Linked DNA regions of Sus scrofa: region 2 is linked to region 1. A link is a contact called in public promoter capture Hi-C data. All regions are on one chromosome and are shown on one strand. Each heading gives the region's core, a stretch centred on a gene start, on an enhancer-like site or on the middle of the called end of the contact. The rest is flanking DNA. Distances are from core to core; before and after follow the strand shown. Region 1 has its middle 210 kb from the start of TOMM20. Region 2 holds the start of LOC110256820.

The links. Promoter capture Hi-C pulls out the DNA fragments that hold promoters and counts their contacts.
Region 2: a promoter capture Hi-C map of liver shows a contact between it and region 1, with 10 times the contacts expected there. The contact joins the promoter of LOC110256820 here to the enhancer-like site in region 1. A contact is called at or near these places in 2 of 5 promoter capture datasets (fetal liver and liver), 6 of 47 Hi-C or Micro-C datasets (embryonic fibroblasts, fetal heart ventricle, liver and 1 more) and 2 of 2 datasets of contacts at active chromatin or transcription factors (alveolar macrophages and skeletal muscle).

The regions. Positions count from the first base shown.
Region 1 is chr14:56,318,945-56,323,839 of Sscrofa11.1, forward strand. No RefSeq gene overlaps it. Among named protein-coding and RNA genes, the nearest start is that of TOMM20, 210 kb to the left of the region's middle. Within about 2 kb of position 1,742, at least 25 of the 83 cell types and tissues checked have an H3K27ac peak or open chromatin away from gene starts, as enhancers often do. A contact at or near this core is called in fetal liver and liver, where this site is marked.
Region 2 is chr14:56,542,471-56,547,380 of Sscrofa11.1, forward strand. It overlaps LOC110256820, which reads right to left and starts at 3,415. Exons shown (of 2, transcript XM_021073692.1): 1 at 3,010-3,415; 2 at 2,542-2,948. The coding sequence starts at 3,415. The coding sequence ends at 2,542. It overlaps IRF2BP2 (interferon regulatory factor 2-binding protein 2), which reads left to right and starts at 3,322. Exons shown (of 2, transcript XM_021074288.1): 1 at 3,322-4,416. The coding sequence starts at 3,414.

The DNA.
Region 1 (4,895 bases), core at 492-2,991:
TCCAACCCCATAAGAAAAGCCACAGAATTCCTGGCTGAGGAGGGAAAAGAAAAGTCAGAACCCCAGCAATTCAACTACCTGGGGCGTCCCAAGCCATCTTTCAAGATTCTCCTGTCGTGGTGTGATAACAGCCGAGAAGGAGGAGTCTCCACCTGCTGGGCGCAGAGTGACCTTGGCCCTCCTGTGCCCCTCCTCCCACCCAAGCTGCTTTGAGGCCTGGGGAGCCGCAGCCAGGACCGCTCTGGGGGGTGGGGGGTGGGTGGATGGAGCTGGACAGGGAGGGACTGAGGAGGGGGAGGAGAGGATTCCACAAGGGCCACAAAACAGGGTCGTGTCTCCGTCCTGGGGAGGCTGCTGAGCCCACCTGGGCCCAGAGCCCTCTGCTCTTCCTTCCGTTATCCTGAAAGCCATGTCCCCTGGTGCGGCAGGGAAGGGGGATGATGTCTGCACTATGGGATGTCTCAAGGGGCTGGACCACCTGGAAATGACCTCAGCGCCGAGGAAATCCAGGGGGCTGGATGGCAGGTCCGTGGAAGCATCACTTGGCCTGGAGGTACGGTGACCACGTATTTCTTGCACGCAAAGAAAGGAGGTGCTACTAATAATGACTCTGAGTACCAGGAACAAAGAGAAACCCTCTGGATAAAGGGACACGTGGTCACCCACCTAGAGGTCCTGACCCCGTGGGCTTTCCCATGGAAAGGCGGCCCGCCACTAACTCCCCAAGGGTTAGAGGAAGAGCCGCCATGTTTCTGCCTGAGGACAGGCTGGCCAGCGGGGGTGTCCTGCGAAAAGAACAACAGAAGGTGACTCACCCCATGAGGGTGGCCCTTCCTGAACATCTGGTTTGGAGACCCCATCATAATACCTCACTTTTGCCCAGGAGTTCCTACTTTCAAAAACATTTTCACAAGATCCACAATTTGATGGGAAAAGCCCACCCCACCGTGCAAAGGTGGCTGGGTGGCTGGGTGGCTTAGCCCGGGGCGGGATGTGGGATGGGACTTAAGGAGCAGGTGGACGCAGAGCTATTGGCCTGTCAGTAATGAAATCATTTCCCAGTCTCTCCCTGACGCTGCCCACCCCATGGTGGCCAAGGTCTGAGTGTCTTATGATGCATTTGCCTTGGGCTGATAAACTTTAAGAGAGTGCAGAAAATCAGCACACAGCTCCCTGCTATGTGTGGAGCAGAGGAGCCCCTCCTGTGGGAAGAAGGCAGGTGGAAGCTTCTGGATGTGGCCTCCACGGGCCAGGCCTCTTGATGTCCTCGTGGGCCTGTCACCAGGAAGAGCCCAGTGAGTGGTGGCAGCTAGATGAAGGATGCATCAAATTACAGAGCCCCTTGAGAAGACGGACCTGCAAACCCAGCCGGTCCCGGGAAGAGTAGTCGATCAGAGCAGACAGGGGTCTTAAAGACTACAGCCTCCAACTCCCTTATCTGAAAGGCGAGGAAAGGGGGCATCTGGAGGAGGCGGAGGCCAACTGTGCCTCCTTCATGCCCAGTGTCTGACTTACTCACATCTCCGTTAATCTGCAAAGACCTCTGAGATGGGGAACGTTAGCTGTGGTGAGCTCTGTCGCCCAGACTAGCAAGTGGGGAGGCAGGATTTGAACTCAGGCACAGCCTGACAGCCGTGCTCTTTGTACCATGTGGCTGGGCCTTCCCCTGAAGCCCTCTGTCTGGAAGAGGTCAGGCCAAGCTGAAGGTACCCTGACCACCCCACCACCACCCCGTCTAGGATTCTTTTTAGGTCAACTCTCACTGTAAATATTTTCTCTTTCATTTTGCAACCCTCAGCAGTTACATACCAGGGCTGCAGAGCAAAGATAAGCTTGGAAGTGAGGAACCTCCCGCCTTGCCCACGTGAACCCTGGCAGTTTCTGAAAGACTCTCAGGCTGTCAAGTGCCATTACCCCCAGAGGTGAAAACTCAGGCTACTCTGGGGAGATGGCCAGGCTTCCTTGTTCAGCGATCTCAGAAAAACCAGGTTGGCCCCAATCCTGAGAGCCCACACCACCCCAGCAGAGGCCCCCTGGCTGGGGCGGGGTTGCATGGATAGGACAGCAGAGCCAGATTTAGCCACACTTCCCTCCAGAGACAGAGTCAGGCAGGGTGGGATCCAGCTCTGGGGTGGGAGGAGTGGTGGGGACAAGGCAGGTGGATGTGCCACTGAGCGGATGACCTCAAGTCTCCCTCTTGTGTGATCACCTCTGATCTGCTTTCTCTGGAGATGCTGGAAAATCCAGAGGAGGGGGAGCAATGGGAGCTATATTTCCAAGAAGACCAAGGGGTCCCCCAAAGGGAAACAACTGTATCTCATGTGATAGAGCCTGGGTCCACCAGGACAAGCAATTGTACAAGCAGTGACAGGTGCAGGGGACTGTCCTTGAGGCAAGGGTCAGCACACTCAGTGTGGGCCCTCCCCCTTGGTCTGCATTCAGGGCCAAGTATTTGTGGAGTCTTTTGCCCTTTATTTCTTGGCCTAGCTTGAGGAAGAGGCCAACATAGGTGGGTCTCTTCACCCACACCAGGCTGATGTTTGGAGCTCTAATCTGAATCCGGTTCCTGAGATCCCCCCAGACCCTCTTCCTTCAGGATCGCTGCTGGGTGCCACCCGCCCCCCCCCCCCCCCCCGTCCCAGAAATGACACTCCTGTCCATTTCTATCTGTGACATCCTGCTCGCCAGTCTCGGCTCAGCTGAAAGTGCCTCTCTTGCCACATGCTCCCTTATTTTCATTTTTAACCTTTCTAAATGATGAACATTTCAAAACTCCCCAGAGCAGAGTGCGATTACCTTTCTCTCTCTGATTTTTTAATATTTTATTTTATTTTATTTTTTTGTCTTTTTAGGGCTTCACACGTGGCATATGGAGGTTCCCAGGCTAGGGGCCTACACCACAGCCTGAGCAACACCAGATCCGAGCCGCATCTATGACCTACACCACAGCTCATGGCAATGCCGGATCCTTAACCCACCGAGCGAGGCCAGGGATTGAACCTGTGTCCTCATAGAAGCTGGTCAGATTCATTTCCACTGAACCATGACCAGAACTCCCCTCACTCTGATTTTTTTAAAAGCCTCGTGTCATTTCCCTCTACATGCTGGATTGGACACCTCTAAAAAAGATGGGCCTTTCAGATGTAATGATATCACCGTTATAGACCTAAGAATTACCAATAACTCCTTGCTCTCACTCAACACCCAATTCAGATGGAAATTTCTCCAATTGTCCCAACTTTTTCTAAGTGTAGATTCTTTTGAGTCAAGTCTACTCTTTGAGTTGGTGGAGTTTTTGAAGGAATGGAGCCAGTTGTTCAGCAGAGCTTCCTGGGCATGGCTTCTGCCTCCTCTCGTCCACTCACGCTCCCCTTACAGCTCTTAGTATGGGTGACCCCACCTGTGCCCACAGCTGAACCAGGCTCTTTGCCCCGTTTCCATCATGAGCTTTCTGAGGGCAGGTATGACATGTCTTCTCATCTTGGTGTTCCTTGTGGTGGGTCCCATCGTAGCACAGTGTGTATTTTAAGTGGCCTATTGACTCTCAAAAACATCACTGTATTGGAGGAATCAGGGACTGAATTTTTTTTTTTCTTTACCACTTAAAACTTGGAGTCTTGAGATTTTGAAACCTCCCCCGCCCCCATGACTGGGAGTGATGGGTTGGATCCACAGGTATTTGTAGGCAGAGCAGAGGGTTGACCAGATGACCTTTGGGACCCAGGATGACTATAATTCTGGCTGCTGCCACATATTGACTTTGGCCTCTAACTTTGTTCTGGGATTTATCAATATTCTCGTGGTTAAATTCCACAGGCTGGCATCATCTGAGGAGGCAAACTAGGACATGCTTTCTTGCCACCACTTTTTACAGCCTGACCAGGGGCAGAAAGGTTGCCCTCTCTCCCTGTGTTGCTGTGTCATTTAGTGGGGTTAGTTGGAGCCAGGGGCCTGGTGTGTCAGGGTGGTGGCACCTCCTGCCCCTTGCTCTGCTTTCTGACCCAACTTTCTGATCTCACAACCTCTGACTTGTTTATTTCCAGAGGTGTAATCTCTATGTCATCTTGCAAGCAAATGAGAAAATATGGCTTGGAGTATGGACTTTAGCTTTATGATTCATTTGTTCAACCAGATCTTTTTGAGAATCACTATGGGCCAGGTTCTGCCTGCCTAGGTTCTGGGGATCCAGTGGTGGTCAAGACCCCCTTTGCTGGCAAGGAGTTCACCGTTGAATGAAAGAGAGAGACCACCAGTGTCATGGTGGGAGGGAGCCCAGGCGCATGGCAGACAGAGAAAGACACCCATCTCAGACTTCTGGGGGTATGGCAGGGCTTCCTGGAGGAGGTGACTTCCAAGCTAAGTCTTGAAAGACACAGAGGGATTTCCTGGAAGAAGGGGAAGGGGAAGAGGGAAGAACATTGCAGGTATATTCCAAGGAGAGTGAATAGCCTGTGGAACAGGACATGCATGTACTGTGTATTTTCAGAGACGCTTGTAATTCACATTTCTCAAATAACTTTTTCAAAAAGGCTTCAGGGCCCCTCATTGTTCCATTCATGTCCCATTCCAGTGACATGCCACCCAGCTCAAAGGTAACTACTTTTCTGACATCTAACACACAGATTCGTTTTGTTTCGTTTTGAAGTTAAATCAATGAAAATTTTACAGTAAAAAAAAAAAAGGGCTTCAGGGAGAGTAAATGATTTGTCTGGGTGGGGAGAGGAGTTAAGTGATTTGTTGGTGGTGGGGAGAGGGGTTAGAATTATGGTCACAGATTCTCGGAGCAGCAGTTCAGCATCCTGACTTTATTCCATGCCATGTCACACCCACCCCTCTATTAAGTTAGTAAAAAATTTCTCATTTGTGCCAGCTGTGGAAGGTTTGGGCCTGGGGGT
Region 2 (4,910 bases), core at 2,165-4,664, 230 kb after region 1:
GACTCCAAGTGGCCAAGATGATCATAATTCTCTTTTGAGAGGACCGGGAGAGCCTTTTAAGCAGAAGGGCAGAGTCTACGTGACTAAAACATACCAACTTCCTCTTTCATAAGTCATCACATGATGAACTACAATTACAATTCCTGCCTTGTCTCTGCGAATTGCAGACGCATTGCCTCACCCTAGAAACCCTGCTCCTGTGTGTGGAGGAGGCGGCTCTAACTGCTGCAGCAGCCGCTTTGGAAGGGATCCAGCTCCAGTCTGTGCCGGGAGGGAGGGCGGTGGGTGGAAGACGAAAACAAAGCTATGTTTACTTAGCATACATCGATAAAGCTGCTTCAGAGCTACATGAAAGGCCAGGCAGCATGAAAGACTTCAGATACAATATAAGGAATTGCTGCCCTGGATCCAGGGCCAGCCTTAACCCTCTTGATCCTGGATCCTTTTATGGCAAGAGAAACCAGAACTAAAATAGGCTTTCCATTTTCCAGCGGGCATTTCATTAAGGGAAGTTACAACAACTCAGTTTCAACATTAAACTGGCAGTGTAAAATAAAAAGGAAACACTCTCCATCTGGAGAAGAAAAGCTCTGTTCTACAAAAATCCTCACTGAATACCTCTCAGGGCAGAATTTGGATCTCGGTATTTCTATTTTGGGATGGAGCCACAGGCCTGCCCATGAGGATATTACAGTGCCCTGGCAGGTACATGAGTATAATTAGGCCATGACTCTAACCCCAAGTTGTTTTCTTTTAATCTTTCAGTCACTCCTAGTGGGGCCATTTCTTAGGGGTGAGATGGCTCATCTCTCTGCAGCACAGAGACTGGGCCTCATCCCCTATGGCAGTGGCCTAGTGGGATCAAGTCACGTGCTAGAATGAGTGGCACAGGGTCTCCCAGGAGAGTGGCAGGTCTTGAAAGAGGTGTGGGACACCAGGGACCAGGAATGACCCAATCCGCTGGCACCAGCTGCTTGGGAGAAAAAAAATCAGGGTCCTATTTTTCCAAGCAGGAGAGGGTGAGGCAGGACTATAATTGCAGGGCAAGATCCGGGAACAGATGGGGAGACCTTTATGGCAGGCGCACCCTCTCTGGAAATCCCCAAGAGAAGACATTCAGGGTTCGCCTATAAAAACATTTAAGTCTGGCATTACGTTTTCTGTGCCATTTTCAGACAGGTTTTTTCTTGTGCTTTAAGCAGCTCCCTCCACTGTTTCTCTAAGGGTGTTTTTCCTCTTCCTTGTGGTTAATCCTTTGAAGCAACCTGGCATTTTCAATAGCAACAACTAGAAAAGAAACGTCAGCAGGATTTTTCTTCTCTCTCCACCTACCAATCCAGTTGTAGGGAAGATAATATAATTAGTACCCTGTTCTTCCCACACTTAACCAGCTCATTCCAGTATCAGGGAGAGATGTGGGCCTGTTTTCCAACAAAGGAAGCTCCCAAGGCCGCCCTTACAGACTTGAAGTGTAAAAGTCCCAACTGCGAGTGACTAAGCCAGCGTCTATTAGTCAGTTAAGACTAACGACCAGCCAAAAGTAATTTACCATAACACACGCCAGCTCCTCCTCCCGATAAAAGTGTGAAACTCAAGTGCTCATTTCAGTCTGGGCAGAGTCTGTGGCGGCCTACAGTGGCAGAGCGCGGCCAGGCTCTGCGGCCACATCTCGCCTTCGCGCCAGGCGGGTTCGCACCCACCGGGGTTAAGCCCAACCCGGGCCTTGCCAGGGGCGCAAGGCTGCCACTGCCCCACCGCGGCGCCGGGGACGCCAGAGCAGCCAGCGGGGTAGCCGGTCGCTCGCCCCCACGGCGGGCGCGGGCCAAGCCCCGCTGCCGCTCGTGCCCGCGCCGCGCGCCACCTGGAGTCCAAGTTTGGCTCCGAGAGGCGGGGTCTGGAGCAGAGTCGCGGCGGGGGCGGAGCCTGCGCGGTGACGCGGCCGCGTTGGCCGCTGACCCCGGATCCCTGGAATGTGCATTCGTTCAATGGGGCCGCCAGTGCCAGCGGCGCCGAGTCACGTCCGCGCGGAGCGTGCGCACTCGGTGGCGGCGCACGCGGCCCCGCGCCCACGTCACGCGCCCGCCGCGCGGGCCTGCAGCAGGCGACCGGGATCCCCGCGTGGCCCGGCGGGCTGCGGACTGGGGAAGAGGGGGATCGGAACCTCCTCGGGCAGCGTACCCGCTCGCTCCCGGAAGGGCTCCGTAGAAGGGCGGGTGGACGCGGCCCTAGGCTTGGGCGCGCACCCTCCTGTTGTAAAAGTTTAGGGGACCGGCGGCGCGTGTGTCCTTCCCAAGACATGCGGGTGTAAAAGCACTCACCGAGGAGTTCAAATAAAGCTCCTTACAAAACTGTGAACAGCACTTGACTGAAAATCCCCATCCTCAAGATGCTACTAACAGAACCAGGTTACAGAGTGGCCTGGCTTTTCAAAACATGAGTTCTAGCACGGTTTGGCTCAAACAGCCCTAGACGAGAAGGAACTGCCTGAGCAGTCGAGGGAGCCGAGCGGGTGGAGGAAAGCAAGCCACACCAGCGACGGCTTCACGTCGGGGACACGAGCCGCGGCGCAGGCGGGTGGTGCTGACCCGCGGGCGGGCGCCGCGGAGCCGGCTCTCCCGGCAGCGCTCGTTCTCTGGCGGGGGGAGGGGGAGGGAGCGGGGGAGGGCGGGCGCGCGCGCGCGAGGGGAGGGGGCCCGCGCAGGCGCCTTGCGAGGCTGTCGAAGAATCAAGTCTGTAGAAGTGGAGCGGCCGCGGCGGCAGCAGCAGCAGCGACGGCGGCGGCGGAGCTGAGGCGGGCTGGGCGCTGAGGCGGGCGCTGGAGAGCGGCGACGCCAGGAGCTGTGAGAGAGCAGCGGAGCGACCCGGGCCCGTGCCGCGCCCGAGCTCCACGCCGCACGGCCGCCGCCGCCGCCGCCCCGGCGCGGCATGCCCCGCCGCTCGGGCTGAGCCTGCCCCGGCGGCCGCCCCCCGCCCCCCGCCCCCCCGGCCTCCCCGCCCCCCGCCCCGCACTCCGCGCCGGCCGCCGCCGCGACCTGCTGCGCTCCCCCGCGCCCGCGCGGCCCGTCTTCGCCCCGGTCTGGAGGCCCGCCGCGGCCCCGGCCGAGCCCCCGCCGCCGCCGCCGCCGCCGCGCCCGCCGCGCCGCGCCGCCCCGCCGCCCACCCGCGCCCGCGCCGGCCGGGGGGACGTGCTGCCGCGGCTGCAACCCCTCGCCCCGCGCCCGCCGCCCCTCGTGCACCGGGGGCGCTGCGCGGGCGCCGATCCTTCGCGGGCTTTGCCGCCGCCGCCGCCTTTGCGGCCGCCGCCGCCGCTGGTGGGGGAGACGCGGGGTTGGGGGGGGAGGAGGGCGCGCGTGGTGCCGGCGGGGAGCGGCGGCGCCCCCTCCTCCTCCTCCGGCGCCGCGGGCTCCTCGGACATGGCCGCGGCGGTGGCGGTGGCGGCCGCGTCCCGGCGGCAGTCGTGCTACCTGTGTGACCTGCCCCGCATGCCCTGGGCCATGATCTGGGACTTCACGGAGCCCGTGTGCCGCGGCTGCGTCAACTACGAGGGCGCCGACCGCGTCGAGTTCGTCATCGAGACGGCGCGGCAGCTCAAGCGGGCGCACGGCTGCTTCCCGGAGGGCCGCTCCCCGCCCGGCGCCGCGGCTCCGGCCGCCGCTAAGCCGCCGCCGCTCTCCGCCAAGGACCTTCTCCTGCAGCAGCAGCAGCAGCTCGGCCACGGCGGCCCCGAGGCCACCGCGCGCGCCCCGCAGGCCCTGGAGCGCTACCCTCTGGCAGCCGCCGCAGCCGAGCGGCCCCCGCGCCTCGGCTCCGATTTCAGCGGTAGCCGCCCGGCGGCCGGTCTGGCCCAGCCGCCAACGCCGCAGCCGCCGCCCGTGAACGGCATCCTGGTGCCCAACGGCTTCTCCAAGCTGGAGGAGCCGCCGGAGCTGAACCGCCAGAGCCCTAACCCGCGGCGCGGCCACGCCGTGCCTCCCACCCTGGTGCCGCTCATGAACGGCTCGACCACGCCGCTGCCCGCCGCTCTTGGCCTGGGCGGTCGCGCCGCCGCCTCACTGGCCGCCGTGTCCGGGGCCGCGGCTGCCGGGCTGGGCTCGGCGCAGCCGGCCGAACTGGGCGCCCACAAGCGGCCGGCGTCCGTGACGAGCAGCGCGTCGGCGGAGCACGAGCAGCGCGAGGCGGCAGCCAAGGAGAAGCAGCCGCCGCCGACCTCGCACCGCGGCCCGGCAGACAGCTTGACCACCGCGGCCGGGGCGGCCGAGCTGGGCACGGAGGGCGCGGGCAAGGGCCGCGGGCCCGGCGATCAGGACTGGGTCAACAGGCCCAAGACGGTTCGAGACACGCTGCTGGCGCTGCACCAGCACGGCCACTCGGGGCCCTTCGAGAGCAAGTTTAAGAAGGAGCCGGCCCTGACTGCAGGCAGGTTGTTGGGTTTCGAGGCCAACGGGGCCAACGGGTCTAAAGCAGGTAGGGGCGGCTGTGGAGTGAGGTGATCTCGGGGCGAAGAGGGGACGGAGAGCAGAGGAGGGGGTGCCCTTCCCATTCACCATTTCTCCCCCGGCCGGCCCAGAAACAACAAACACCCAACTTCCTGATTTGCCCGAGGCGGAACCAGTGCTTAGTGGCAACGTGTTCCTGTGCTGAAGTAGCACAACAGAGATGAGTCAGACCGGGCTGATAGGCACTGACACCGGGTTTTCCTTTCCCAGCACATTCTTGGAGGAGAGCAGGAGAGCACCAGTCACCTTTTAACCTGCTGGGGGACGTTAGCAGTCGTATGCCCGGTTTAGCCGGGCTACATGCTTGCGTGTGTCAGAATAGGCCGTTGTGTAGGAATCGTTTTCTGTGGCTTTTGTGTTTTTGAGTGGCATACTGCCTCAGCCCTGTAAGTTAAGTGTTTTAAGTTACACGTG